Regions from separate parts of the Mus musculus genome. Here regions 1, 3, 4, 5 and 6 are each linked to region 2. A link is a contact called in public HiChIP or PLAC-seq, Micro-C and promoter capture Hi-C data. All regions are on one chromosome and are shown on one strand. Each heading gives the region's core, a stretch centred on a gene start, on an enhancer-like site or on the middle of the called end of the contact. The rest is flanking DNA. Distances are from core to core; before and after follow the strand shown.

Region 1 (3,500 bases), core at 365-2,864, 710 kb before region 2:
ACCAAAAAGTGGGCCCTGAACGCCTTTCCCCTGGCTGAGCAGACCTGGAGAGAAACTTTCTCCAGTGCTCATTTCTCCTCACAATGTGAACCTCACTCTCTTTACTCTGAACACTTCTAGGTGGTCCCCAGAGTCATGCTTGTCCAAATTTTCCCACAATGAAGTTACATAAGAATTGGCAAGGCTTGCCCGGCGTGGTGGCGCATGCCTTTAATCCCAGCACTCGGGAGGCAGAGGCAGGCGGATTTCTGAGTTCAAGGCCAGCCTGGTCTACAAAGTGAGTTCCAGGACAGCCAGGGTTACACAGAGAAACCCTGTCTCAACCCCCCACCCCACCCCCCACCCCCCACCCCCCACCCCCGCAAAGAAAAAGAATTGTCAAGGCTGCGGCTCAGTGCTCAAGAGCACTTGCTGTTCTTCCAGAGGACCTTGGTTCAGTTCCTAGCACCCACGTGGTGGCTCCCAACCGTGGGATCTGGTGTCTCCTTCCGGCCTCTTTGGGCCCTAGGCATACACATGACGCACAGACATATGCGCAGACAGAACATCCATACACATTAAGAAAATTACGTTTTAAAAGAATCGCCAGGGCTGGGGGTGTAGCTCAGTGGGTAGAGTACTTTATAGCATGCACAAGGCTGAGGCTTGAATTCCCACCCAGCGCTATAATCTAGCATGCCTATAGTCTCAGTGACTTGGGAGACTAAAGCAAGAGGGTCACTTGAACCCAGGATTCGGAGGGCGGCTCACTTGACAGGGCAGACTCTTTTGCAAAATAAATCAAAGGAGTTAAACAGGGTTTGGTGGTACATGCCTGTAGATCGAAGCCCTCTGGAGGTGGAAGTAGGGGGATTAGAACCTCAAGGATAACGTCGGCTACATAAGGGGTTCAAGGCCGGTCTGCACTATATGAGCTCTGGCTTCCAAAGTGAGGGAAAGAATTCCTCTATGGACTGTATGGCTTCTGCTGTAGTCAGATGGGGATAATAATAGTTACCTTCATGGAATGAATAGTAGATGAGATCACGGAATCAAGATGCTCAGCGTAGTGTGGGCACAGGTTGTGGGAGTTCAATACATGGTGTCACTAGCTCAATGCTACGCATCACTTCCCCTAGGCACCCAGCACAAGCTAGGTGACTTAGTCATCTGGGCTCATGGTTGCCATTTCTATCTTGGAGGAAGGTGTGCCTTGAGGGCCCTCACCATCCGCCCACATTCCCGTGGCTCAGGGGGAGAACAGAGTCGGGAATGAATGAATTTTGGACGTCAAGCCTGGGCTCTTCCCATTCTGCTGTGCCCTCCTTCTGGACATCCTCCCCCATTTTGAAACACATGTGCTGGAGTGGGGTGGGGGGAGGAGCTCCCCTAAGACAGTGGAGCAGGGCGGGGCCCTCCTCCTAAGAATCCAGGAGAACGCCAGAGAGTGCCACCTGCTCCGAAGCTTAAATTTCCCTGCAAAGGACCTTGGCTAAATTAGGTAATGGGCTAGGACTCTAGGAGGGGAGGGGCTTGCTGCCCCCTGCATCTGATTGGTCAGGATATCCAGTTCTGGGGAGGAGGGAGGAGGGAAGAGAGGATGCCCCTACAAATCCTGGGGGCTAGAGAGATCTGGGGCACCTTTGGGTGGTGGAGTGCGGAGGAGACAACCCACAGCGGAGGAGTCCCAGTCGCCAGCAACCATGGTAAGGACAAGAAGGGTCTTCACACTTTTGTCCCCAGGCTACTTCTAGGCCCCTCTCTGTCCTAGAACTGTGTGTTCTGTGGGCAGGAATATGGACATCTGAAGGTGGAAGGGTTGCCAGAACTCAAGTCCCGAGGAGATGTCCTATAAAGGCTATGACTTCTCTTGGGTGGGGAAGGCTGGCCAGGATAGTTCAGGAATTAATCTTCAAGGTTTATGAGTTCCTGGCCACCTTGAGGTTTGGAACAGTGCTATTGTGCAGCCAGAGCTGTGTGGAAAGGTCTTAGCCTGTCTGCTTCCACGGAGAGATGGAGAGCACGAGGGCAGAAAAGTGACCCAGCAGGGCAGACACAGAGTAGGCTTCATAGGCTCAGCCAAGCCTGTGGCGACCCAAGAAGGAAGGCTTCCTCTAAGAATCCTGAGGAGGATGGTTAGTAGGGTGGGTACCCGGCCAGCGTTAGAGCCTCTGACCAGCCACAGAGGGGGTCTGATCTGGACCTGCCACTTTCTTCTGCGTACCCCTCCTACTTGACTTGAAGAAGTAATTGGACTCCAGAGACCAGCTGCCATTGCCCATGCCCAACTAAAAATAGCCTATCCTCCTGGATCAGGCCAAGGGCCGGAGGAGGGAAGGAGGAACTGGGCCAGCTGGCTGAAGGATGTCTTGGGACTCGTCACCCCTTCTTCACCATCCCGAGTCCAAAGCCCTGACCCAGATGGCCTGGCTTGGATGTGTCCCAGAGAAATTCACAGAAATCTTACTTACATGCTCACATGTGGCATGCCAGGCCAACCCGAGTGAGCTACATAGCAAGACTCTCTAAACACCAAAGCCAGAACGTTGAAATGGAACAAAGGGTTTTTATTTTCACACCAGGGCAAGGCTCCGTCACATTTGACATCAAGAGAGGTGTTTACGCCGATGACCGAGTGGGAAGTCTTGCCTCTGAGAACTGTCTGAGGCAAAGCTGCCCATCTCTTCTTGTGGTCTCAGCGTCCAAGCGCTTGGCAGATGTTCTGTGACTTTTGCATTCCGTTATTTAGTTGAGGACAAATATTCATTGACCAACTGGTCAAGTCCCAGGCAGCAATAGGAGACAGGGAAACTAAAAGATCACCAGTGAATGGCACTAACACACTCAAGCCCTCTCTCAATCCTGATTTCTTATTATCTCTACAAAGTCATAGGAAGAGTGACTTGCCAAAGGTCACTGTTGGGGTGGGGGTTCCCCGACTACTCTCTGAAGAAACTGTGGGTATAACCTGTGTCCCTTTGGCACTGGGGATGGGCACCAACGGGTACCTGGGAGGTACTGCTGGTTTGGAGTGGTTCTGGAGGACCCAGGGGCTCTTCCTAATACAAGAGGGGGCTAGGGAGGCTGAAGCTGGGGTGAGAGTCTGCCCTTCTACGCTCTGATTCTCTCTGCTTTCTACAGACGGACCAACAGGCTGAGGCCAGGTCCTACCTCAGCGAGGAGATGATCGCTGGTGAGTAGAGCTAGCCATTGGGAGAGATGCGGTGTGAGGCTGACAATCCAACTGGCCTCACCCATCGCTCCTCCTGTCTCCCCGCTAGAGTTCAAGGCTGCCTTTGACATGTTCGATGCTGATGGCGGTGGGGACATCAGCGTTAAAGAGTTGGGCACCGTGATGAGGATGCTAGGGCAGACACCCACCAAAGAGGAATTGGATGCCATCATCGAGGAGGTGGACGAGGATGGTGAGTTGGGCTCCTCCAGGGCAGGGGACCGGGAGGAGAGAGGCACAGGGCACCTTGGGCTAAGCAGGCCCCACATCTGCCAACCCCGATCCTTGC
Region 2 (3,252 bases), core at 607-3,106:
GGCACACCCCCAAAAACGGAAAGATCCACTAATTTAGTCCAAAATGACAGTCTAGACTCAGCTCAAGCCGATAGGGTTATTGACAAAAATAAAGCTCAAGGGCTGGAGGGGTGGCTCAGTGGTTAAGAGCACTGACTGCTCTTGAAGAGGTTCTGAGTTCCATTCCCAGCAACCACATGGTGGCTCACAACCTGTAATGGGATCTGATGTCCTCTTCTGGCGTGTGACTGAAGACAGCTGCAGTGTACTCACATACATAAAATCAATAAATCTTTTTAAAAAAATAAAACTCACAGATTTCTGAAGTTCCGTCGCTGAGCCCTCACCGTTCTGTTTTTAGGGGCGTAGTGGGTATATTTTTAGTTTAGGGTTGTTTGTAGGGATTTGTTTGAAGCAGCATCTGTATATTCCCTGACTGGCCTGGAACATGCTATGTAGACCAGGCTGGCCTCAAATTCAGAAACCAACCTGCCTCTACCTCCTAAGTGCCGGGATTAAAGCGTCCACCACCAAGCCCAGCTCCAGTGTTATCCATGTGTATTCACTGTATTCATCTGTATCCATCTGTATTCACCCACTAAATAAGTTTTATGGTCCACAAGATGCCAGGCGCTTTCCAGCTTTCTGGAATCCTGATCCCGACATCTCAGGTTTCAGCTGATTCTCTGCCTCAGAGGCTCTCTGTGGCCTGCTCAGGTTTAACAGCCTCCACAGGGGTATTTCCTATTGTTTGCCTTCCCCAATCTCCAGGTTCTCCCAGCATCCCTCAGTGCCTACCTGCCATGCCATGCCCCCACCCCTGAACTTTAAGCCCAGAGGCTGGGCTGCCCTTCCCCCAGAGGCTCCTCCCTATATAATCCAGACACTTTGGTCTGCCCTTCTTTTCTCTCTATGCATAAGTGCCCTCCTTCTTTCTTTCTTTCTTTCTTTCTTTCTTTCTTTCTTTCTTTCTTTCCCCCTCCCACCCCCCGCCCCCCCCCACCCCCGTCCCCATGGCGACTTCCCTGGCCTCCTCCTTTGGGACCGGTGAACTTGCCCGAAAGCAGCTTCCCAATAAACCTGCCTTTACTATAATCTGGTTTAAATTGGCTCATTTCATCGGCAACGGAGAAATAACCTATCACCTATAACATCATTGTGTTTTCTTGGTTTTGTTTTAAAACAGGAGCTCAGCTATACTGTCCTTGGCCTCCAAAGTGGTGGAACTGCAGACCTCAACTTTGGATTATGTTGCTTCAATTTTTTTTTTAAGTGCATTATATTCTTTTGTGCGTATAAAAAATTTTCATCATTCTCACTCTATCCTATACAGTCCTCGAGGGTGCCTTAGACTTCCACACGTTTGCATCATCCCGCTCTTTGCTTCTTTATAGTATTAAGATCTTGACGAGCCGGGCGTGGTGGCACCCGCCTTTAATCCCAAAACTTGGGAGGCAGAGGCAGGCAGATTTCTGAGTTCGAGGCCAGCATGGTCTACAGAGTGAGTTCCAGGACAGCCAGGACTATACAGAGAAACCCTGTCTCGAAAACAAACAATCTTGACAAAAAGTATGTTTTCTCTTGGTCGTGGATTAATTGCTTCCCAGGTCCAACGGAGGGAAGATAGTCTGCCTCCTTCGGTGATTCAGCTGTCGCTTCAGCACTGGAGTGCCAGCCACCATCTTCAAACTTGTTGACCACGAGTTCCAGACAGAGCTCACGCCAAAGGCCTTGTTTCTCAACGCCCCCGCCTCCGACCCTCTTAGCTCCGCCCTTCCCTGGCCCCGCCCCTGGACAAGGAAGAGCGGCCGGACAGAGCTAAGGGCTTGAGCCCACTCTTCCGGCCGCTTAGCTCCGCCCCGTCTAGCCCCGCCTCGTCTGGCCCCGCCCCTCAGGGCCGGTCCACAGTGGGCCTTAAAGGCACGCAGCCCTAGCTTCCGGGTGGAAGCTGTTGCGCACCACTTAGCTGGGAAGTGCGTTGCTCCCTGTTTCCCAGCCCACCCGAGATGGCCCCCAAAGTCTCGGATTCCGTGGAACAGCTCCGCGCTGCCGGCAACCAGAACTTCCGCAATGGCCAGTACGGCGAAGCCTCGGCGCTGTACGAGCGCGCACTGCGGCTGCTGCAGGCGCGAGGTAGGAACCCGCCCCACGTTTCCCTCCGGGCCTGCGTCCTCCACCCGCATCCCCGCACCGGGCCTCCCGTTGGCCCAGCCTCCCTGGTTTTCCCTTCCCCGCGTCCAGCCGCCGCACCAGGCCCTCCCAGGGCTTGACCCCGCGATTCTTTCCGTCCCTGGCCGCCTAGCCGCGGCCCGGTCTACCATCACCACCCCCCACCACCCCCAGGCCAGTCGGCTGCGGGCCTTAAGGGCACGCATCCGCTGCTTCCACCCGGAAGCTGTTGCGCACTCCTCGGCGGGGAACGGAGGTGGTCCTTGTTTGCCGGCCTCCCGGGATGGCCCCCAAACTCTCAGACTCTGTGGAAGAGCTCCGCGCAGCCGGCAACCAGAGTTTCCGCAACGGCCAGTACGCCGAGGCTTCGGCGCTGTACGAGCGCGCGCTGCGACTGCTGCAGGCGCGAGGTAGGAACCCGCTCCCCCGTTTACCTTCCGGGCCTGCAGGCATCCTGCACCCGCATCGGCGCCCTGGACTAAGTGTTGATCCTGTCCTCTGGGTCTTTCTTTTCCCCGGGCCATCTGCCGCACCAGCCTCTACCACCACGCCCCCGCATATAGCTAGCGCACCTGTCCGCCCCTCATGTACTCATTTTAAAATTCAGTTGACTTTTGTATATTGACTGAATGTGGCTGGCGAGATGGGGTCCTTTCAAGGATAGAACTTCCTGGGGCCAGTTGTCTTACATTTGTAAGTAAAGGAGACCTCTGAGATTAGAACTATTAATACAAAGTAATGTGATAAGGTTGGATCCTTTAGAAAGGAAGTCATGGGCAACTTCTCAAGAGATATTTGAGATGTCCCTGAGTTGAGTGTCTAATGCATGCCAGGTGCGGAGACCCATCAGATACACTAAGCAGCATAAGCTATTAATGAGACAATTTAAGACAGGAAGTACACAAAACCTTAATTGTGTTGGTGCTTTAAACCCTCCAAAGAGTTGGGATTTTATCCCCTAATTGGAAGAGTTTTAAACAAAAGAACAGCATATTAACAATGCTCCTAACCTTTGCCCGAAGTTTCAGAAGCTTTGACATGAAGACAGCCTTGAGTCCCACTTTCTCTGAGTCCTCATTCTCATTTTCTCTCTTTCCTTCTTTT
Region 3 (3,200 bases), core at 427-2,926, 960 kb before region 2:
CTGAGTGCTGGGATTAAAGGCGTGCGCCACCACTGCCCGGCAATCTCATACATTCTTATAATCATTTTTTACAACCGTTTCGCCTGTGTGTAAAGTTAGTTTCTAGTTACAGCCCAAGAATGACTTCTTCCCACCAGCACGCATCTCAGTGTGCAGCTACACACTCTAGTGCAATTTCTTCTTAGTTTGAGCTCTATCTTTCTGCTAGCCTCTACTCTCCAAGAGGACAGAAGGTGCTAAGATGTGCTAAGATGGTGCCTAGCACGTAGATACATATCAAGTCACAGTGTCTTTTAAGCAATTATTTTATAATTAAAAAGTTTTGAGGCAGGGTCTCCCTTGCTGGCCTGCAATTCCTTATTTATAGGCTGGCCTTGACTGCACAGTGGTCTGTCTGCCTGCTTCTGTCTCCCGAGTGTTGTTATTAAATATGTATAGTGATACCGGGCGTCGTGGCACACGCCTTTAATCCCAGCACTTGGGAGGCAGAGGCAGGCGAATTTCTGAGTTCGAGGCCAGCCTGGTCTACAGAGTGAGTTCCCAAGGCTACACAGAGAAACCCTGTCTCGAAATACAAACAAATATATATATATATATACAGTGACATACCAGATGGCTTTTGTGTTTTAATGCGTGCGTGTGTGTGTGTGTGTGTGTGTGTCTGTGTCTGTGTGTGTGTGTGTGTGTGTGTACATGGGGTTGAACTCAGGTCATCAGACTAGGCAGCACACACTTTTGTCCCCAGAATCACCTTACCAGCCACGCTTTGAGGTCTTTGTAGCAAATGTACAAGAAACAGTGAGTCAACTAGCAGAATGAATATAGGATCCGATGTTTAAAGAAACTGGGCTTCTCACAGTGTTCAAATCCCACAGTCACCAGTTTAGTTGGCCTGTATTGTTCAGGAGGAAGACGAGGCCCTACGGCATTTGAGGCACGAGGCGATTCATGTAGCCGGAGCTTTGATTCATGGAGAGCATTTACAACTGTAAATTCCAGTCCCTGTGACAAACTCTAGATTAAAAGGGGGGAGGGGGGACCCACACCTTTTTTACATGCTTCGTGGTCGACAGTAACGTTGAAGTCAATTTTTGACCTTGAATATTTCTCAAAGAAATATCTCAAGAAAAAAACCGTAATATATCTCCAGGAGCCTCTTGGCTCCTAGAGACAGCTAGGCAACTAATAGGATCCACAATGTATTTAAATGCAAATTTAAACCCAGCTTTTTCTTCACCTCTCTGCTCTCTTTGTTCCTTGTGATCAGGTTTGGGCACTGCACATTTTCCATCTACAAATGCTTGGCCTTTCGGGGCTTTAAGTTTTACAGGGATGAAAGTACTGGGGGACTTGTTCTTGTTACACAGTTATGGATGAGGAAAGGGGATCTGGAAAAGGGAAAAGCCAGACAGCAGTCCTGCGCGGGGCGCAGGCGTGGAGCGGGTCCTCCACTGAGACCCCGTTACTAGGCAACCGCTGGCGTTCTCAACCGCCGCCCCAGAACCACCGCCTCGCCCCCGTCGCCAAGGAGATGGACGCCTCAGCTCAGCCCTGCCGTAAACCCGCAGGCTCTTTACGACACTGCCGCGGCCGCCGCTGCGTGCGCGCCCTCTGCCCCTACCTCCACACTCCGCCCCGGCCGCCATTGCCTCGTGCCCGCGCTAGTCGGTTGGTGGCGCCTTTGTCCTACGGCGGGCAGGTGGGCAGAGGCCGAGGCGGCAGCGGCGGGCCTGAGGCGGAGGAGCGGCGGGGAGGCGGCCACGCCGGTAGCGGTGAGTGCCGGGGAGCGGTGGCCGTCCGCCGAGGCGTAGTACTGATGGGCAGGCGGTTGGGGGGGCGACGGGGACGCTGAGGCGGGAGGGCCCGTTCGACGCGCGGCCTGCTCTCCGGGCACGCGCGAGGCTGCGCATGCCCCGGAGCGGGGCGCGGCTGCCTCCGGCTCCGGTCCGGTCCGGTCCGGTCCGGCCCAGACCCGAGTCTGGCGGACCCAAGTAGGCGAGCGAGCGACTGACCGTGCGCTGAGGTGGGCACCGCGGCCCGTTTCGGTCGCAAGCTGCTGAGGCTTCTTTGTAGGATCGAGCACGCCCTGCACTCGAGAGTCTGTGAAGTCGCTCGCCCGGGGCTTTGGTGGGCGAGGGGAGCTCTTGTGAGTCAGTGGCACTGGAGGGCTTCGAACCCGGGTCCAGGATACCGGTCTCGGCGGCGGTGTCCAGGCGCCAAGCAGCCTAGGGAGCGCTGTCGCCCTGGGCGTATTCTCGAGATGTCAACTTGTGTGACAGCTCGCCCATTCTATGGACGTGGACCCTAGGCCCGGAGAACCGGGCGAGAGAAATTGTGCCGGAGGTTCGTACGGACACGGCGCCGGAACCTACTGGCTTCCCAGGGCCCTTCCCGCACCCCGGTAGCGGGTCAGGGGCTTTGCTTAGGACCACGTCTCCCCAGCTTCCGTCCCTCGCGCTGCACCTTTACAAGTCCGCCTACATCTGTACTAGATACCAAATGTTAAATGTTTTTCTTTAAACTGACTCTGACCCTCCCTCCTTAAATGCATTTGTTTAAGGCGGAAATTTTGAACCCCAAACGGTATAATGGAAAGCCAGTTATTTCTCTAACGCTCATAAAAAAAATAAATACCTGTCTATTAAAATAAACACTTGTGTCCTTGTTCCTCCTGAAGTTGTGCGCTCCAGGCTTTGGGAACCGCTGCCCTTGGAGTACGGGGTTAATTGTCATGTTATGTCTTTCACTGTATATGGAATTTTTCCCCCTGCGGCATTCCAGCTCCCATTGCAATGTCCCGGGGTGTCCCGGGATCTTCAGGGTGATGATAAATATTCTGAGCTTTCTCATTGTAAAAGGTTGTCCTTTAGAAGCGCTAATCTCAGGAGCTGCAAGAACCATCCCTCAGATGTACTGGGTGTGTTTCCTCGCTTTCTTACAGTATTGTGGTGTGGTAGCCACCTTGAAAGTTCATGAAAGGATGCTTCTGCAAACCCTGATGTGGCTTTTGACCACAGAACACTTAAACTTGTATCTGTCTGAGTGTGAAAAAGCAACTTTGTATCAACATTTTGGAACAAGGCTCTAGTTTTGCCTTGTGGGGATTGGAGACCACTTGACTGATGGTTAGCGTGCATGCCTGCCTTCCTTTTGGTTTGTCTCTTCCATTTAGCTCGTCTTTCCTCTTTCATATATTTTTT
Region 4 (3,226 bases), core at 617-3,116, 600 kb before region 2:
TAGCCCCTTGCTGGCACAGTACTAATGTTTTTCAGGCATTGCTGCTGGAGCAGATTAACAATTCAATCACCACCCTAGGAAAGAACTTAGAAATATAGATCGTCAGCTAAGACCACCATCCTTAGAAAGCGTTTAGAAGAATAAACTGCCAGTCCAGTCAGGTTAAGATGTTTTTGCTAGTGGCTCTGATGTAGGAAATCGCAGGGAGCAATGCGAAGTTCAGAAAGGCACACGTTTATTAGTTAAGCTAGGGATTTTTTTTTAAGTCAGGGAACAAGAACAATGGCAGCGTTGGCTGACTTGACTCTTTTGCTGAAGCTGAGCCGGTGATCAGGTTAATGGATTTCTTGTGCCCATTTTTTTTGCCTTCAGCTTCCTGGTATGATTTCATAAAATTTGTTGATGAGGAGACGTGCATTCTGAGGATGTAAATTAGAAATGGTTTTGAAATAAAAGTTTAGATTTGTGATGTAAATTAGAAATGGTTTTGAAATAAAAGTTTAGATTTGTGATTCTTTTAGGTTTTGATAAGATTACTTTTGAAGATAAATAATAAAATAATCGATCCCTTGTAACTGCGAATTGCTGCCTGCCAGCAAGAAAAACATGTTGAGAAAAATTTCTTTGCTCGCTCACACTTTGTTAATCTATAACGAGTTGCTTAGTTATGAATGAATATGGGCTCTTGGGAATAATGTGTTTTCTTTACCTGTACTATGTAATGTTTGTTCCTGTGAAGGTTTTGGGGAACATACTGTTTTCTCATCGTCATTCACTAGAAAAAAAATAGACCTAATCACATTGTAATTCTATACTACTTGAAAGATTTTGCTGGGATAGATAAACTGTGGGAGAAAAAAAAATAGAGTTGTCGGAGCCTGCTTGTTGACTCTTTGCTCCACCCCCCAAACATACAGAGAAGTCTGCTGAGTGGTCAATTGCTGACTCTACTCTGGGCCTCTCCTCCATGCACCCTGTGGTGTCGAAGCTGGCCTTCGACCGTGTCCTCAATGAGCTCATGTATTTGAACACTCCCCCCCCCCCCCCCCCCGCCGAGTTGTTGGTGTTGTTTGGTGATGTTTTTGGGGTGATGTGGCCTTGCTGGAGGGAGTGTGGCACTGCTCAGAGCAGTGGATGCTCTGAGTTTTTAGCCTCCGCCCACTTCTGGTTGTCCCTCTCTAGTTAATGCGTAGTTAGATCATGACTTACGTCGTGATTGTTCAGCTTCTTGGTCCTCCCTGCATGCCTGCTGCTTGCTGCCCTGCCCTCCTGCCCTGGATTCCTACTTCTCGGGAACCAAAATAAACTATTTCTCCCATAAGTTGCCTTTGGTCATGGTGTTTTATCACAGCAAAAGAAAAGCAAGAACAGTAAATACAAAACTAAAGATGATAAATGCTCTTCATCCCTGACCTGTCTGTCCAGCCTCCAAGTCTAGATTTTACATTGATATATATATATGGCACATACTGATTTCTAATCTCTCCTGGATGAGTCATTCCTCCCCACTGGCATAAAACCCGTAAGAGACATGTTAGGATGATGCTCTCAATAGAGACATCAGAAGAAAGGCAGATGGGACTTTACAAAGGCATCCCACGCTGCTTCAGAGAAACAGGGTTATAGACCTTTCTCTCACACCCACATGACCCAGGCTTCTGCATGTGATAGGGAAGGGAGTCGGGTGGGTGCATCTTGTTCTGGCTTGACCTACTCTGCCTGCAGCGAGGAGAAAAGCAGGAAACAGACACGAGGTCCTGTATGTACCCACCTTAAGATCTGAGGTAGATCTGACTCACTTCAAAGTTGCATGATCAAAGCCTAAATGAACGACATTTATTCCTGTCATTACTTGCTCTGTGAGCAGAGGTTCCACTGTCCTGGAACTGAGGAGAGAGCGCCACTAGCCAAGTGGTTATCAGCGCCTCTGGCTGAGAGGTAGGTAGAGAGGGAGGCCCTGGGTTGTGACTGGCTCTGTAGAGACTGTGATTTGGGGCTTGCTTACCAGAGGTTCTAATGCGAGACCTTTTAACACAGTTCCTCCTCAAGCTGTGGTGACCCCCCCAACCATAAAATTATACTCATTGCTACTTCATAACTGTAATCTTGCTGCTGTGATGAATCATAATGTAAATACCTGTGTTTTCTGATGGTCTTAGGCAACCCTTGTGATAGGGTCATTTGACCCACAAAGGGCTTGAGACCTGCAGATTAAGAACACCTGGTTTAAACATTTTTCTTTGCCACAGAGTGATGGTGCATGCCTTTTAATCTGAGCACTCAGAGGCAGAGGCAGAGGCAGGTGGATCTCTGTGAGTTCAAGGCCAGCCTGGTGAATTCCAGGATAGCCAGAGCTATACAGAGAAACATTGTCTCAAAAAAAGAAAAAAAGAGTTGACTCTTTAAGATGTCAAGGTCATAAGAGATGAGAGGTTTCTGGCTGTCCGGAGAAGGTGGATTACTGAAGGTAGATGCCATCGTAGTCTGTTTTATCAATGTCCGACCCAATGAAGTTGGTAAATATGTCATGTCCATGTAAGAGAATGACCTTTTGGTAAAAGACACTCACTGAAGTATTTGGAAATGAGGGCAACAAATCAAATCAAGTCTCTGTCTTTCTCCGTGACACTTCCATACATACATAAAATTGCACCTCACCCTCTTTATTTTCAAGACAGGGTCTCACTATGTAGCCCTGGCTGACCTGGAACTCCATTCATAGATCAGACTAGCTTCAAACTCACAGAGGTTGGCCTGCCTCTGCTTCCTGAGTGCTGGGATTAAAGGTGTGTGCCACCAAGCCGAGCACGTACCTTGCTCTTTTAATTTATTTTTTTTGAGATTTATTTATTTATTTTTATTTTCATGCCTGTGAGTGGTCAGCCTGCCTGTCTGACTATGCACCATGTGCATGCAGTACCTATGGAGGTCAGAAGAGGGAGCAAGATTCCTCCTAGAACTGGAGTTTTCAAAGGTTGTGAGCTGCCATGTGGGTGCTGGGAATCCAACCTGAGTCCTCTGGAAGAGCAGCCTGTGTTCTTACCCACGGAGCCATCTCTCCCTGGGCCTTGCTGATAATGTCCTCCAGGTCCTCTCCATCCCTCCTCCCTTTGCTTGTCTGGTCCTCCCTCTAAGGAGATATTTCATCTTCTCTCTCTCTCTCTCTCTCTCTCTCTCACACACACACACACACACAGGAGAGAGTGTATATAGTGTAATCTATAGT
Region 5 (3,571 bases), core at 667-3,166, 810 kb before region 2:
CTGCCTTTCTTCAACCACTGGGCTCAAGAGATCCTTCCGTTTCAGCCTTCCCGTTAGGTGGAATATAGACATATGCCAATGGTAATCATGTTTTCATTTTGCACAACGGAGCCCTGATACATTGCCAATCAAAGTGTCTGTAAACCAAAGCAAAGGGTGCAAAGCGAACGTAAGGAAAGTTGGGGCACTATCTCAAGCCACCCACAACTAAGAAAAGACACACTTCTTTGGCTGTCTTGAAATAAATAAAAATAAAAACATGCAAACACGTATAACACATCTTGTCCACCTTTATTGAAAATTTTGTGTCCCCCAAAATGTGAAGGATGCACCTGGTAGATGCAGTTGTTAGAGAAGGCAGAAGCAGCCCGGCCTCGTGCCACCTAAACAGGACACTACAGCAATCCCAAACCAGCTGAACCCCAACGACACCTATTTGCAGTTAGAAGCAGGAGGGGTAGAACTACCAAAGAATTTGTAACTTTAGGGCAGGGTCTCACACAGCTGAAACTGGCGTAAAACTCCTAATGATCCTGCCGGAATCGGAGTGTTAAAGATTATCGCCCTTAGTCATCCTATCCTGCCTTGGTCATCCATCCATCTCTTAAGTGCTAGAATTTCAGATCTGTGCCTTCACCCTCGACAAGATTTTATTTTTAAACGCACCCCAGATGGGACTGGGAGACAAGATGACACACTTTTGCACTTTACACAGCTTGAAAATGTTAACTTGGAACTTGTTAAGTGCTGGTAATAAAGCTACTTAGTACACTGACTGCCCGGCATATGTGAAACCTAGGGTTATATCCCCAGTACCACATACACACACATTAGAGCCAGGTGTAGTGACAGACGACTTTAATCCCAGCACTAAAGACACAGGGTTTCTGTGAATTCGAGGGCAGCCTGTTCCACATAGTGAGTTACAGGATAGCCAGGGCTACACAGAGACCCTGTCTTTTAAAAATAAGATAAACTCGCGTAGATAGGTGCAGCAGGTCTCTGGCCAAAACGCCAGCTCTGAAGTTGGCCAGACCCAAGTTCAAGGCCGTGCTGCCGTCCTGACACCTACGTCAGAACCATCTGACCCCTGCACCGTAGTCTAGCGTTCTGTGGACTCTCGCTGCTGCTCCCATTAAGTGACTGTTTTCACTTAGCCTGTGCCTTCCGGACCCCCACGCATACCAAAGTCGGAGAAGCGCAGCGTAGTCTAGAGACAAACAACTGTATCTGCGCAAGCAGCGGAACTCGGACTAGAAAATGCATCCGATTCCGGGATTGGAGGAACATGGGCGGGATCACATACCAGAGTACCAATCATAACGCCCCGGCTCTGGTGGGCGGAGCCACGCAGGCGCACAGACGGGAACCCTCCCCCACCCCGCTCCCAGCGCGCTCCCGCCTGCCCCTCCCGCAAGCCCAGCGGGGGCGGGAAGTCTGGCGCGCGCGCGCCGGCCCTTCGCCCGGGCTCCGCCCCCCGCCCTGCCGCGCGCTCCCGCCCCCGGGCTGAGGCGACTCTGAGTCGGAGCCCGACACAAAGGCGGTGGCGACGGCGGCAGCGGCAGCAGCGAAGGGACCCTAGAGGCCGCTCCGCCCGGGCTCTCCGGGCCCACTGCACTCACCCCAGCCGGCAGTCCTGCTGCCCACCCGCGGCTCTAAGATGGCGGCGACGAAAGAGACCGGGCGAGCGGCAGCCCCGAGCGGGAAGCGCCGGAGGGGCCTCCGCCGTCCTGCTTCGGACTCCCGGACCCAGGCGCGGCACGCAGCGGGACCGTGGCTTCCTGGGGCTCTTACCTGCCCGAAGCGGACTCGAGGGGATGCGGCCACACGTTCTGCTCGACCGCCCGTTTTGCCGCCTCCGCCTCGCCCTCCCCAGCGCCGCTGCCGCCATCTTGTGTCCCGGGCCGGGACTCCGCGCTGCGCATGCGTCGGTACCGCCTCTGAAGGACCTCGCCACGGCCGCGCCGCCATCTTGAGTGTGGCAACGTTGACTGGCTCCCCAGACCTTGATGGCTTTCGCCCCCACCCCCCGCCCCCAACTCCCCATTTTCCGGTTGATCTGGGTGGTCCCTTGTGGTCCTGAGGATGGGGAAAAACAGCGTTGCTATTCTTGAAACGTAGGTGGGAAGGAAGGAATCTATCGCACACCCCTGCCTCAGTTTCCCTGCCGAACGCATTCGCAGGGGCTGAAGATCTAGGACACTTTAGGGGGCACGAAGCTGGTCTAGAGTCTTCTGGGGGCTCTGGCTCAGTTGCCGACATAGGCGGAGCGGTGACGTAGGCCCTGCACGTTGGGTCCTGGCCTGCACAGTGCTCTGCCGCTTCCAGCTGGTGTCCTCTCGGGGCCTCTGCCCTCTAAGGGTCCTGGAATGTTAACTCTCTCTGCCTAGAGGCCAGGTGACGAAGACGTGCAAATCGAACCTTTGCGCGTTAGCAACCTGCTCACAAATTGCTCTTGAATAGTCGTAGCTTTTGGAGGAGTGCAAATAGGGTAGATGTGGCTTTGGGCAGTTGTAAAGTTGTGAAGGCTGCACACAGCTTAGTGGGAGACGCTTCTGCAAGGGGCCATCGTCGGGCTCCCTTCCGGAATTAGGCTCCTAGCTCCACCCACTTGTGGCCTCCTAAGGAAGCTGTTGCCCAGTTAAGGTAACTTGAAAGGAGGACAAGTTTGCCACCTGCTGCTGGACTAGCGTAGCAGATGGCCCAGCTGGTCAGCCTCTCAGGTCTATGACGCTGTCGGCGCTGGCTGCCCAGTAACTTGGAGCTGGAATGTTGGGAGGTCAGGAAAAATGGTCAACAATATAAACTAGTAAGAGTTGGAGGAGGATCTTGTCTAGTCTGCCCACAGACACCTGACCATCGACCCCAGGTGTGTCCATCTTAGGGATTTTTTTGTTCTTTTGGTTTTTTGATAGTTCTGCTATATAACCCTGGCAGACCAGGAACTCAGCAGTCTGTCTGCCTGCTGGGTGCTGAAATTAAAAGCATACACCATCATGCATCTCGAATCTTGGGAGACTGATAAAGGGTCACTAGTTTGAGAGGTCAGCAGGGCTACAAGATACTTGCTTTAAAAAGGAAAGTTTAACTTGGGAGGCAGAGGCAGGCAGATTTCTGAGTTCGAGGCCAGCCTGGACTACAGAGTGAGTTCCAGGACAGCCAGGGCTACACAGAGAAACCCTGTCTCGGGAAGAAAAAAAAAAAAAAAAAAAAAAAGGAAAGTTTAAAAGGGGAGTTGGTTAGGGGTGTAACTCAGTGTTTCCCTAACCTCTGACCCTGTTCCAGTTCTGGTTTTTGGTTTGGTTTTTTTTTTTTTTTTTTTTTTAAAGATTTATTTATTATATGTAAGTACACTGAAGCTGTCTTCAGACACTCCAGAAGAGGGCGCCAGATCTCGTTACGGATGGTTGTGAGCCACCATGTGGTTGCTGGGATCTGAACTCCTGACCTTCGGAAGAGCAGTCGGGTGCTCTTACCCACTGAGCCATCTCACCAGCCCCTTGGTTTGGTTTTTAAGCTAGCCAGGTGCGATAGTTCCTTTACCCGCAGGACTCCTAGCTCCATAGGGAGT
Region 6 (3,699 bases), core at 742-3,241, 600 kb after region 2:
TCTTTCTCTTTCTCTCTCTCTCTCTCTCTCTCCCTCCCTCCTCCATTCCCACTCCACATTCCCAGCAAACAGTGGTTTGCTGATAAATGTGTAATATAATGAGCTCTCCTGGAGAAAATATATCAGTATATACATATATACATTTATTAAGAACTTTCTAAAATAAAAACCTCTCAGCATAAAGAGTGGTGTACATGAAAATGAAACACACAACACTTTTTTTCTTTTTTTAGAAGATTGGTCTCATGTATCTCAGGCTTGCCCTGAACTCACTGTGTGGCTGAGCCTTTACCTCTGGTGTGTTGAGATTACAGTCAGGTACTACCACACAGAGTTTATGCAGTGCGAGGCATTGAACCCAGGACTTCGTGCACACTAGTCAAGCATCCTACCAACTGAACTACAGTCCCAGCTCCCATGGCACTCCTCACTGTAAATATAACTCGCCGATGCTTACAATGTTATTGATTTTACTGGACATTTGTCTCCACGGTTCACCTGTGATTTCAGTTCAACCACACATTGACAAATGGAGTCACAGCTCAACGAAGACAGGTGATGACAGAACACAGGCCTGATTTGTAGCACTTGCCAATTTCCTTAGTGCAAATACTTCTATTGTGGCTGATTTCAAGCTTCCTGTGTGATATCACAGAAGGGAGAAGAGAGCACAGAGGTGTTCCCGGGAGGCACAATGGATACAGGTAGGCTCAGGCATAGATAAACCAGATGTGATGGGACATGCTTGTAATCCCAGCACCCAAGAGGGAGGCTGAGACAGGAAGACAACACAGGTTCAAAACCAGCCCTCTCTATAAAGTGAGTTCCAGGCCAGCCAGGGTCACGTAAGAGATCCTGTTTCAAAATAGACAAACAAGAACATAAATAATAATAGAACATAGTAAAATAATTAGAAAGTGATGGGTTTGAGTTTTCACCTTGATTTTAAAGTGCTAATCTATAAACTACAGTCACTAAGGAATAACTCATGGTTGGGAAGCCCTGACTTTGACACCTAACATTACGGGCTAGGAGCTTAGCTAAGGGACAAAACTGAGTGACTGAGTCACCAGTACCTCATGTGAGCTCTGCAAACCTTGGGAGCCCAAGATGTTCAGTCAACAACACAGTTGATTCATCCTTTTTTTTTTCAGCTGATTCATTCTTACATTTATTTACTTATCTATTTATCTGTATTTATTTATTTATTTAGTGTGTGTGTGTGTGTGAGAGAGAGAGAAAGAGAGAGAGAGAGAGCAACTTATGGGAGTTGCCTTCCACAATGTGGAGAGAGCAACTTATGGGAGTTGCCTTCCACAATGTGGATCCCAAGGACTGAATCCAGGTTATTTGGTTTGGCAACAAGTGCCCTTACTTGTCTCAAAACCCGAAGTGGCACATGACTTTAATCTCAGTACTCTGGAGGTCAAGTTTAGGGGATCTCTGAGTTCGAGGCCACCCTGGTTATACAGAATGAGTTCCAAGTCAGCCAGGTCTACTTGGAGAAACCCAGTCTGAAAACAAAACAAGTAAATAAGATTTAAATTTATTAATGACTTTGCAAAGAAATTTCATCTGAAAAACCCTATAACTGACCCAATATACGGAACTCCCAAACTAGCTCTTAAGAAAGGTGGGTCTCTTGTTTGTTTTGCAGATAAAGAAAGCGAGAATCCCATCCCACAAACATGAGGGGAGCAGGTTGCCCAGGCAAAGAGCAGCCTGCAGTGATCTCAGCCAGTAGCTTGGGGGCGATGAGTGGAAGCGGCGCAGGTAAATGCAGACCTGCACTCTGCAGAGACCCATCAAGGCCACTAGAGGGAGACACGCCCTCTAGGGGGCGGAGCTTGCAGGAAGCGCGCATGCGCCCAGAGGGGATGTGGTGGTGCCAGCTCGGGCGAAGGGTAAGACGGTGGCCGAGAAGGCTCTGGAAGGCGGACGGTAGCCGAGAAGGACCGGCATGGAGCACCTGGAGCGCTGCGCGTGGTTTCTCCGCGGGACGCTGGTGAGGGCGACGGTGCGGCGCCACCTGCCCTGGGCGCTGGTGGCCGCCATGCTGGCGGGCTCGGTCGTCAAGGAGCTGTCCCCGCTGCCCGAGAGCTACCTCAGCAACAAGCGCAACGTCCTCAACGTGTGAGTGCATCGGGCTCCGGGCCCCCGCGCCCCAAGAAGCCAGTTGGATGCTGGGGCAGGCGAGTCATCGGGAGGGAGCCCTGTCTTGACAGGCGCGTCCGCGCGCGTGTCGCGACACTGGGACCCTGGGAAAGCAAGTGACATTCGCGCCTAGTATGTGAGCATTCCGATAGGAGGATCGAGTCGGTGACGGGTGGGTTATAAGTGACAGTGGGTACATTGGAGCGGCTATTCCCCCGCCCCCAGAGTTAGGCGCTTGCCCCTGTCCTGTTCAGGGAGATGTCACCTTCCTCTTGCCGGCTAGTCAGACACCCCTCTCTTAACCACTGTGGCAAAAATCCCACCGTTGACTTAAAGAACCACCTCTAGACCCACCCACCACCCCAAGAGCTTTTGCCATCCCTGCCCCATGTTAGTAGAAGCAAGCGTGAAACCTTTCACTCTGGTGACCTTTCTCCTGGATCTCCTTGGACTTTCTCAGTACTCTAAAGTGCATGGCAGTCACCCAGGAAAACAACCCCAGCCGATCTCGTTGGGACATCTCTCAAACTCCACTTATTTCTTTCCTAGTCCTTTAGAAACACTTACATCGTAAGTTTATTGCACAACACTCCGTTGGAGCTAGACAGGGAGTTTGGAAGATGAAATTGCTCCATCCATGTGAGCTTAATGCTTCAGACTAGTGAGTGTCTCCAGCTTGTGGACAATCTGCCTCTCTTGTTAATCTACTTCAAACCCGGTTTTCTCTTTTGGGCAACTGAGTCAGGTTTCTGACAGACCTTGGTTTTAACGAGGCTTTCCTTGTCAAGCCTGTGAAGGTTTTAGTAATGGGCCCTTTGGTGGCGTCTGAGAAACTACTGGAACCTAGGGAAGAAGAGCCCTGTCCTTGGCCCACCTTCATCCTTCCCCACTCGTAGTGGCTGGTCTAAGAATAGAGTGTAAGGGTGGTAGTTGTTCCAGATCTCTTTGGTGGGTGTTTTCTGCCCAGATCTCCAGGTCAGCCACCTTTCATGAGCTCAGAGGAGGCAGACATGGCAGATGTTGCTGTATCTGGCCTAATGAACCAGGAGCCCAGCAGCCTGGCACGCCAATTGTTTAGGGGTAGCCATGGATTCTAATGTTTTGTTCCAAGACATGATGCTGATTAATGGGAGGGAACTGGCAGTGACTCACTGGATCTGGAAGAGATTTTAAAAACGGTTTGGTGCCTTTGGCTTTTCTAGCTGAGGGAACTGAGGCCTGAAGATAAATAAGAGTCAGAATCAGGATTCAAACCATGGTCTTGTAGCTTGAACTAAAGCTTGCTCGCTTTCTTTCTTTCTTTTTTTCTTTCTTTCTTCTTTTCTTTCTTTTAAAGATTTATTTAATGTATATGAGTACGTTATAGCTGTCTTCAGACACACCAGAAGAGGGCATCAGATTCCATGACAGATGGTTATGAGCCACCATGTGGTTGTGGGAATTGAACTCAGGACCTCTGGAAGAGCAGTCAGTGCTCTTAACTGCTGAGCTATCTCTCCAGCCGGTAAAGCTCTTCCTTATAAGACTTACCAGCTTTGTAGAATA

What was found. Promoter capture Hi-C pulls out the DNA fragments that hold promoters and counts their contacts. Hi-C and Micro-C count contacts between places; a contact is called where the count stands out from the background. HiChIP or PLAC-seq counts read pairs in DNA pulled down with a chosen protein or histone mark.
Region 1: a contact with region 2 is called in a promoter capture Hi-C map of pre-B cells. The contact joins the promoter of Tnnc2 here to the promoter of Tomm34 in region 2. A contact is called at or near these places in 10 of 39 promoter capture datasets (the 3T3-L1 cell line, 3T3-L1-derived adipocytes, the C10 cell line and 7 more), 1 of 15 datasets of contacts at CTCF or cohesin (large pre-B cells), 5 of 115 datasets of contacts at active chromatin or transcription factors (the 230-238 cell line, astrocytes, craniofacial prominence and 2 more) and 1 of 9 other capture datasets (liver).
Region 3: a contact with region 2 is called in a FOXA1 HiChIP or PLAC-seq map of pancreatic cancer cells. The contact joins the promoter of Ncoa5 here to the promoter of Tomm34 in region 2. A contact is called at or near these places in 2 of 39 promoter capture datasets (liver and pre-B cells) and 1 of 115 datasets of contacts at active chromatin or transcription factors (pancreatic cancer cells).
Region 4: a FOXA1 HiChIP or PLAC-seq map of pancreatic cancer cells shows a contact between it and region 2. The contact joins the promoter of Wfdc11 here to the promoter of Tomm34 in region 2. A contact is called at or near these places in 4 of 39 promoter capture datasets (cranial neural crest, frontonasal cranial neural crest, liver and 1 more) and 3 of 115 datasets of contacts at active chromatin or transcription factors (acute myeloid leukemia, large pre-B cells and pancreatic cancer cells).
Region 5: a promoter capture Hi-C map of erythroid cells shows a contact between it and region 2, with 10 times the contacts expected there. The contact joins the promoter of Pcif1 here to the promoter of Tomm34 in region 2. A contact is called at or near these places in 3 of 39 promoter capture datasets (the C10 cell line, erythroid cells and neural stem cells) and 1 of 115 datasets of contacts at active chromatin or transcription factors (memory CD8 T cells).
Region 6: a Micro-C map of embryonic stem cells shows a contact between it and region 2, with 5 times the contacts expected there. The contact joins the promoter of 2310001K24Rik here to the promoter of Tomm34 in region 2. A contact is called at or near these places in 1 of 39 promoter capture datasets (neural stem cells), 1 of 484 Hi-C or Micro-C datasets (embryonic stem cells) and 1 of 115 datasets of contacts at active chromatin or transcription factors (pancreatic cancer cells).

What each region holds. Positions count from the first base shown.
Region 1 is chr2:164,777,848-164,781,347 of GRCm38.p6, reverse strand. Tnnc2 (troponin C2, fast) reads left to right here and starts at 1,614. Exons shown (of 6, transcript NM_009394.2): 1 at 1,614-1,685; 2 at 3,121-3,172; 3 at 3,261-3,404. The coding sequence starts at 1,683.
Region 2 is chr2:164,069,773-164,073,024 of GRCm38.p6, reverse strand. It overlaps Tomm34 (translocase of outer mitochondrial membrane 34), which reads left to right and starts at 1,856. Exons shown (of 7, transcript NM_001291155.1): 1 at 1,856-2,112. The coding sequence starts at 1,986.
Region 3 is chr2:165,033,255-165,036,454 of GRCm38.p6, reverse strand. It overlaps Ncoa5 (nuclear receptor coactivator 5), which reads left to right and starts at 1,676. Exons shown (of 8, transcript NM_144892.1): 1 at 1,676-1,772.
Region 4 is chr2:164,672,727-164,675,952 of GRCm38.p6, reverse strand. Wfdc11 (WAP four-disulfide core domain 11) reads left to right here and starts at 1,866. Exons shown (of 5, transcript NM_001161806.1): 1 at 1,866-1,938.
Region 5 is chr2:164,877,713-164,881,283 of GRCm38.p6, reverse strand. It overlaps Pcif1 (PDX1 C-terminal inhibiting factor 1), which reads right to left and starts at 1,916. Exons shown (of 17, transcript NM_146129.3): 1 at 1,795-1,916. It overlaps 4930445K14Rik (a long non-coding RNA gene), which reads left to right. Exons shown (of 2, transcript XR_003953757.1): 2 at 1,243-3,571.
Region 6 is chr2:163,470,837-163,474,535 of GRCm38.p6, reverse strand. It overlaps 2310001K24Rik (RIKEN cDNA 2310001K24 gene), which reads right to left and starts at 1,991. Exons shown (of 1, transcript NR_028122.1): 1 at 1,533-1,991. Fitm2 (fat storage-inducing transmembrane protein 2) reads left to right here and starts at 1,907. Exons shown (of 2, transcript NM_173397.4): 1 at 1,907-2,133. The coding sequence starts at 1,961.